Linked DNA regions of Sus scrofa: all the other regions are linked to region 1. A link is a contact called in public targeted proximity ligation data. All regions are on one chromosome and are shown on one strand. The core of a region is the stretch at or near the end of the contact, and the rest is flanking DNA. Distances in the headings are between cores, read along the strand shown.

The links.
Region 2: a contact with region 1 is called in a targeted proximity ligation map of alveolar macrophages. A contact is called at or near these places in 1 of 5 promoter capture datasets (fetal liver), 2 of 47 Hi-C or Micro-C datasets (fetal skeletal muscle and mesenteric adipose tissue) and 2 of 2 datasets of targeted methods (alveolar macrophages and skeletal muscle).
Region 3: a targeted proximity ligation map of alveolar macrophages shows a contact between it and region 1. A contact is called at or near these places in 1 of 5 promoter capture datasets (liver), 17 of 47 Hi-C or Micro-C datasets (brain, embryonic fibroblasts, fetal heart ventricle and 10 more) and 2 of 2 datasets of targeted methods (alveolar macrophages and skeletal muscle).

What each region holds. Positions count from the first base shown.
Region 1 is chr4:103,675,134-103,677,762 of Sscrofa11.1, forward strand. It overlaps TTF2 (transcription termination factor 2), which reads right to left and starts at 1,345. Exons shown (of 23, transcript XM_001929357.7): 1 at 1,252-1,345; 2 at 1,070-1,172. The coding sequence starts at 1,279.
Region 2 is chr4:104,169,528-104,172,156 of Sscrofa11.1, forward strand. CD58 (CD58 molecule) reads left to right here and starts at 1,300. Exons shown (of 7, transcript NM_213795.1): 1 at 1,300-1,384. The coding sequence starts at 1,315.
Region 3 is chr4:103,949,432-103,952,060 of Sscrofa11.1, forward strand. No RefSeq gene overlaps it. Among named protein-coding and RNA genes, the nearest start is that of CD2, 26 kb to the right of the region's middle.

The DNA.
Region 1 (2,629 bases), core at 95-2,594:
CAGGGTTTTTTTTTTGTTTGGTCCCTTCTCTAAGATTTAACACTGATTTAAATAAAATCATTTTGTATTTAATTAAACTGGATCCTAGTAATTTCTGTCAAATGAAAAAACAACTTACAGAAGGCAAAGAAAATATTTTACTAAAAATTTATTTTCTACATCTGAAAAAGGATAAAAATCTCCCACTTAGTTTCAAAGCATAACAAAAATACAAATCATCTAAATCATGTGGGGGAAACATGAGAAGCTAATGTATGTGTTGAAAAAAACATTATTTTCCAATATTGATATCCATTATGTGCCTTACATGATATGTAGAAAAATACCTTTTCTCTACCAAGTTCAGTAGAAAGTAGGAAAAAAAATGGTTAAGATATAACAGTTTAAAATTTCGCATAGAGACTTCCAACATCTGGTACTGTGAAAACATTAACAACATTTTATGAGAACAGTATTAACTTTTCTCACTTCCAAAAAGAAGCTTAATATTTCTGGGTTTCACTTTCAGCTCTGTAAAAACCAGACTGCCGAATCAGATTTCTGATGTTTCTTTCAGCCTTAATCCCTAAAGTAACTTGTTTCCTTAGATTAACAATCTCACCACTTAAATGTAGAGAATCCTATTTTTAAAAGAGCCAGTCAATCCGACTACTATTAGTGCAAAGCTGGAGCCAGTTATTTTCTGCTACGCCTCTATGTCCTCACTTTAAATGGAGTAGGGGGTAATGTCTGATCAGAAGGGAGTGATCAAGGCTTGTCAGGCGAAAAAGAAACCGAGAACTGGAAAGGACCAGAAGGATCCAGATGTAGTCGATCCTCCATGTTATGAGGGAATTGGCTGCCCAGAGAGGCAAAGTAACCAGCCTTGGGTCACACTGCAATCAAGAGCGGGGCGTGTCCCTAACATGCCAAGTTGTCCTGAGATTACCAACTAATTAAAGGGCCATGGCTCCACAGACCAGGGGTCCCAGCTCTCCCAGTCCTAATGGCGCTGGCCAGAGGGGAGTCCGCGACCCCACCGGGGAGACGGCGCGCGGTCGCAGGGAATTGTGCCCAGCTCGAGACCTACTCAGTGGCCCTCAGAAAGTTGCATGTGTCCGCCGGGCACACGTAGAAGCTCTTTCCTTTATTCGGGCCATCGCGGACGCCGGTCTTCAGAAAGCATAAGGTGCCTGAGGAGAGAAGGTCGACAATAGTTAGGCCACGCTACAATGACAGATCCCGAAAGACCCTGGGACCCTGACCTCCTACCATGCTGCGGACACCTAACCACTTCCATCCTGCTCCTTCTTTCTCTTTCCCCAAGCTACCCCAACCCAACGCGTGCTTCCGCCTTTGACTCCGCCCTCCTCCTTCAGGAACCAATCGTCACCCACCTCCCCGAGTCTTAACCCCCATAATTCATCCCCGCGGCCTTAGTTACCCGCTGATGGCTATTATCAGCCAATCAAACGGTAGTTTGTTTCTCTCCAACCAATCACAGCCGTCCTCAGGTTTGCCTCGCGCCGAAATCGAACTGAGGCGAGGGGGAGGGTGGACTTGGTCTTTGGTTGATGGGGCGTGGCCGAAGCTGGAAAGAGTTTTGGAGGCTGGCGAAGCTTCCGGGCTTAGGGAAGCTTTGCTTTGCAGGTCCTGAAAGAGAAAAGAACAGGACTGTCAACGGGGAGACTCTAGCTTACATTTATTTAAGACCTAGAGGCGGCCCTAAAGGAAGCAGGCGTTAGAAACTGCAGAGAAGAGCTCTGCAAAGAAGACTCCCTTCTCCCGAAGGCCAAGAGCGCCTGGAATTTCATAGTCATCTGCGAGCTGGGTTGGTTGGTGGGCGCTCTGCCTTCTTGCTGGCTCTCTGGGGTGCGAGAGAGGGTCGGTGGGGGCATCCTTTAAAGCTACATGGTGAACTGACGGGACTATGGTAGAGCAAGCTTAAAGACTTTTCCAGGACCCCACAACCCAAAGTGCTTACCCATACACGTCTTGACCGTGGCTCAGAGGTTAATAAACCCGACTAGGATCCATGAAGATCTGGGTTCGATCTCGACAGCCTGGTGAGATGGGCATTTTACCGACCCGTAGACTCCTAGAACTTTGAGTAACTAACCCCAGGTCAGAGAATTAGTGAGTGGACCGTCTGCGGACAGGTGCCAGCGGACCACGCAGCTGCCTCCTGTGTGTACTGAATGTTCTCTAGGCGCTCAATAGGAGACCTGAGTTGGAAGTGTCACAGTGGAAACGACAGGGGAGAAATAGATGACCTTTGGTGAAAGGGAATTTAATTTGGTACATTTTTTATTATCAGACTTTTTCTACCAGTAGGCTTTTGTAATATTAAAAACCGAGGATAAGTTGAAAGAAAGGGGGCTATTTGAAATTGTAATCGGATCTCTTAGGCAGCAAAAAGAAACAGACATCAGACACTTATTGCAATAGAGATGGCTTCATCTTACAACTCTTTGGAACATATGTCCTGACATATGGTGTAGCATGTGCAGCTGTACTTACAGAGACAGTAGGACAGAAATTCTGCAAGTTCTAGGAAATCTGGGCTATATGATAGATGTAAATGTCATAGGGGATCCAGAGGAGGGAAGACAAACCTGAGGTGTCATTTTTTAATTAAACAAGTACTTAT
Region 2 (2,629 bases), core at 50-2,549, 490 kb after region 1:
CTCACATTTTGTGCTACACACTGTCCCTGCCTTGTGTATCACCAATATCTACAGGTGATAGGGAATGTCTGAAGGTAGCAGGCTTTATGGTACAAGACGTTGGTCCCTGAAATTTCACAGATAGATAGCTTTTACCATTTCCTGGCTAATTTAAGAATTAATTCATGACTTTGAGTGTAGTTCGAGTGTCTTGTGTGGTTTGGGGGTCCCTACTTGAGGATGATGGCAGTGACAGCAAGATTAAAGCAGGTTTCCACTATTTCACTACTGGCAAACAGGTTAGTGTTTATTTGACAACAGAGTCCATCCAGGTCAGGAGTCCAGGTCAGGGAGAAGTTTCCTGCCCACATGGTGAGGAAGAGTTTCCAGAACAGCAACAGCTGGGCAGGGGTCATTCTGATGCTTCTCTCAGAAGGAAAGGGGGCTGACAGGAAAGCTGATGCCAGGAGCTGGTTCTGGGAGCACAGTCAGGGGGTCTGGGATCAGACGGATTTGAAGGTAGGAGTCTAGCCAATAAGACGGTGAGTCCGATGCAGCCTGGGAAGAGGGATTTGGGAAGGCCAAACAGTGAGGGAGTGAGCAGCTCGAGGGCGAGTCTGAAGTGGACATGGAGGAAGAGTAAAACAAAGAGGAAATAGAAGGGAGAAACCCAAGGCTGGAAATCGCAGCTACCGTGAGGGAGTGTGGGGTGGGGGTCAATCTTAAGGAAAGGCGGCTGCGCTTGAATGAGGGGAGTCAGGTGCTTAGGGGGGAAGAGGCCGCACGAGGTAACCGCACATTCCAGCAGGTGTCCGACGTGCCTTTGTGGTTCAGCGAGGCTGTCTCGTGCAGAGCCGTCCTAGCAGAGACGCTGGCAGGAAAAGCGAGCTCTGCGCTGCCGCGGCTGCTGGAGACGCGGAGGAAATACGGCGCTGTGGAACCTCCCTGTTCCAGCCCGGAGTTCTACTGTCACCCCCAGGAGAGTGGGGCGGAGCTCTCGGCCATCCGACACCCCCAGCTATGGGGGCCTCTTATCACGTTCCAAAAACGCCAAGGACAGGTGCGGGAGGAACGAGGATAAACCTGGTTGTAAAAACGCAAGCCACTTTTGGGGGAGGGCTCCTCTGAGCCGAGCGGGTGGAGGCGGAACAGCAGGCAAGACCGGGGTCGGACCGCGTTCTCTGGAAGGAGGAAAGACTCGCCCAAACTGGGGCGGAGCCAGGCGAGGCGAGGCGGGGCGGGGACCGGGGCGGGGACGGGGGTGGGGACGGCCCTCTTCGGCCATCGGAGGCGACGCGGAGCTGGGTCCTTGTCGCAGAGAAAGGCCGGACCGCCATGGCCTCGGGGAGAGCCCTAAGGTGGGCCGTGCGGGCCCCCGACGTGATCTTCCTGCTGCTCTGGTTGGGTGAGTGGAGGCCTTTCTGGGAAGCCCGCGGGGACCAGGCGGCGCGCGGTGTCAGTGGCCCTAGGGCTCCGGGGCCAGGTGGACGGGCGCGGCCCAAGGCGGCTGCAAGTTGGGATGGCACGGGTGGCGGGGGGCACGCAGCCGGCGCGCGGGACCTGGTGGTGGCATCCACAAGTCTCCCTAGGGTGGTCAGCAAGAAACTTGGACCGCAGGCTCTGGAGCCTGTTTGGGAAAAACAAAACGGGACCCCGGCTTGCTCTCCTGCCCTGCGCGCTTGCCTTCCTCTAGGGAGGCTTCGTAACCCGCCACCCTCACCGCGGTCCTCACTCATCCAGTCCGTATTCTTTCGGAAGAGGGGCCTTATTCTGTGTGACTCAAGGACTAAGTTACTTCCCGCCCGCGGGTCCGCCGCCCAGAAGTTGAGCGGACTTTCAGAGCTTCCGCAGCCTGTGAGCTCGTCCGGGGCGGGCCGCCCCGGGCTTCGGAAAGCGCAGTCTGCCCTCCCAGGCTTGGTGGGCCGGCTGCGGCCGAGGCCAAACCCCCCGCGCCCCGGCCGGGGGCGGAGTTTCAGAATTGGCCTGCAGCCAGAAGATGAGGGCCTCAATTGAGGATTCTCAGGTAGAGCCGCAGGTGCCCCTGGGCCCTCCCTTTCCTTCCGAACCTAAAATGACTAACTAGTAACTGTGCAGGACCTCGTTCATCCCTTTAGCACGTCTTCAGCTAAACCGTCAAGACAGCCCCGTGGACTAGGTATCTTGGTCTCCACTTTTTCCCTCCCCAACCTCATCAGTCTCTTCCCACTCAGGCCCCTGGTTAAGTCATAGCCAAACCTCCGGGGCATAGTAACAACCCCCTTACCTAGTACTTCTTTCCTTGGGATTCCCCACTGCTGGCCCCCTCGGCACGTCCACTGGATCAGCCTTCCCTTTCCACTCTGCGTTCAGCGTTTATTGGGTGCCTGTGAGGTGCACTGGCTATGGAGGACAGCCTGGGAGGGGGGTGGGAGGCTGAGATATGCTGCAAAAGTACCCACACTGAAAGACACAGAACTGAATGTTGTAAAAGCGGGAAACATAAAGTGCCGTCGGCATGCAGAGGGAAGGCAGTAGCACCTTTTGTGAAACCAAATATCTTTTGCGGAGCAAAGACTTCATGGAAGGGAGGGTACTTGAACCCGGCCTCTGGGGACAGGTGGTAAGGGGACATGCCATGATGTGGGGAAAAGATTCCAAGAGGAGGACACAA
Region 3 (2,629 bases), core at 45-2,544, 270 kb after region 1:
GATGAGGCTCCGAGAAGCTGCCAGAACCCACAGGACAGGGAGGGTAGAGGGAAAAGAAAGTTCCCTGTGGAGAGTGCCCCCTCAGGACTGCTCCCCCTGAGAAGAGCTCCCCTCAGCACCCTTCCAGAAGTGCCCAGCTCACCCCAGAATCTCCACTGAGGAGACACCCCCTGAGGGGCCCCCTGGGGAATCTCCCGAGGAGAGCTCCCTGGAGGATGGCTTCTGCTGAGCAAGGCTCCTCTGGCCTCTTCCCCAGATTCTGCCCCTGGGCTCTGGGTTGAGGAAATACTTTCCCTTCTCCTACAGGGGACTTTCCTCCTTAGCAGGGCAAAGATTCCCCTTTCGCTTTCAGGGCAGCTCTTGGAGGCCCAGTGGGGCACCATGGGCCTGACAGCTGCTTGGAGTGCCAAGGCCAGCGGTCCTGTCCGCCTGGGCGCCATTCCTCTGTGCCGGGCCCTGAGGCCTGGTATGCTCTGAGCACAGCTGGCCTCAGGCAGAGTTCAGAGAGGGCAGAGTTGCCCCACTCCCCTCCCCACTGACTCTCCTCCCCCTAATCTACACACTAGGTCCCCCAGTCTCATTCTGCTATTTTCAGACCCCCAGCTCGCAGTGCCAACATGCCCTTCCCACACAAGAAGGCTGCTCTTCTGGGAGGACGTGCATTCTAACAGGGCTCAGAGGTGAGTGGCTTTCCCCGCACTCAGGAAAAATAAGCATGCACCGGTCCCATCTGCTTCCCGTTGAAATGAAAATGAAAAATAGAAAAGTGCAACCTTAAGATCTGGAATATGAGGAGTTCCTGTTGTGGTACAGCAGAAACAAACCCAACTGGGATCCATGAGGATGTGGGTTTGATCCCTGGCCTCGCAGAGTGGGTTAAGGATTCGGTGTTGCCATGAGCTGTGGTGTAGGTCGCAGAGGTGACTCTGATCCCATGTTGCTGTGGCTGTGGTATAAGCTGGAAGCTGCAGCTCTGATTCCACCCCTAGCCTGGGAACTTCCATATGCTGCAGGTGCGGCCCTAAAAAGCAAAAAAAAAAAAAAAAAAAAAAAAAAAAACCACCACAAATCTGGAATATCTACATTACTGAATAAAAGCATGTCAGTGATGAAACTGGCATGGCTCCTTAATCATTAGAAAGCCACAACATTCATCCTGAAATCATTGGCCAGGCTGACAGTAGCTTTGAGTTCTCAGGTTGTCAACGCTTCTCATTGAAAAACTCTTTACCAGTGGGATTTCAGTTATCAGCAGATGGGATGGGAGCCACCTGGTGGTGGTGAGGCAGTGGGGCGTCCTGGCCTGCCAGAAGGCACACTGGCAGGCTCTCTTTGGGCCTAGCCCTTCAACATGGATCTCTGAAGCATACAAGGGACTTCTACCTTCTTAAAGCTTCACAGAAGACCCCTGCCCAGGGAGGGGCATGGTATTACACACTGATGACAGGGCTATTCCCTCAGCAGGAATGTTTGCTGTTTCTTGTTCCCCTCACATTCCTAGGGAAATGTGTTTCTCTGAGTAACCAGTAGTCACAGTGAATCCCTTTATCAGCTCTGTGAGGGCAGGTGTTGACCCAGTGATCCGTCTAGGTCACAGATAGCTTGCCTTTTCCTGTCAGGGCTTGCCTCCCCGGTGGACACATTAATGTGGGATCTTTCTTTTTTCTTTTTTGTCTTTTTGCCTTTTCTAGGGCCGCACCCATGGCATATGGAAGTTCCCAGGCTAGGATTGAATCAGAGCTGTAGCCGCCGGCCTATGTCAGAGCCACAGCAGTGTAGGATCCGAGCCACATCTGTGACCTACACCACAGTTCACAGCAATGCCGATCCTTAACCCACTGAGCAAGGCCAGGGATCGAACCCACAACCTCATGGTTCCTAGTTGGATTTGTTAACCACTGTGCCACGATGGGAACTCCCTGGGATCTTTTCATTTAAACATCTAGCCATCTTACTTCAGATAATTCTGGTGTCATCAGGCAGTTGCTAATGTTAGCACTTAAGTCTTGAGGCATATGTTACCAGCTTTGCCTGAACAGCATCTTCAAGTCAATGGCCTGACCTTGAAGCAGCAACAAAGTGAAGCAGCTAGAGTCTCTGTGGGCTGCTCTCTGGCAGGAAATCCACCCCTCAGACCACCTGCCTTTTCCCACTGCCTTTTGAGAACCTACTTTCAGTCTACTGTTTGTGAAAAGATTAAAGTTTTCATACTGACATTTTTGTTTTCTAGAAAATGCTTCCCTAGTTTTTCAAGCTCACTCCATGTGGCATCAGGTAACGTGAGTGGGGTATCTGTCTTGGGTCCCCAGGCTCGTCACTGGCTGCCACCTGCTCACTTCTTGTGGTTGGTCCTGGTCATCTCCTCACCTGTGGACACAGCACTGTCCCATCCTGTTCCTGATGTGAGAAGAACTTATACATTGATTATGCTGTATGTGGCCTTTTTTTTTTTTTTTTTTTGGTCTTTTCTAGGGCTGAACCCACAGCATATAGAGGTTCCCAGGTTAGGGATCTAATCGGAGCTGTAGCTACCGGCCTACGCCACAGCCACAGTTGTAGGATCCGAGCCGCGTCTGCGACCTACACCATGGTTCACGGCAACGACGATCCTTAACCCACTGAGGGAGAC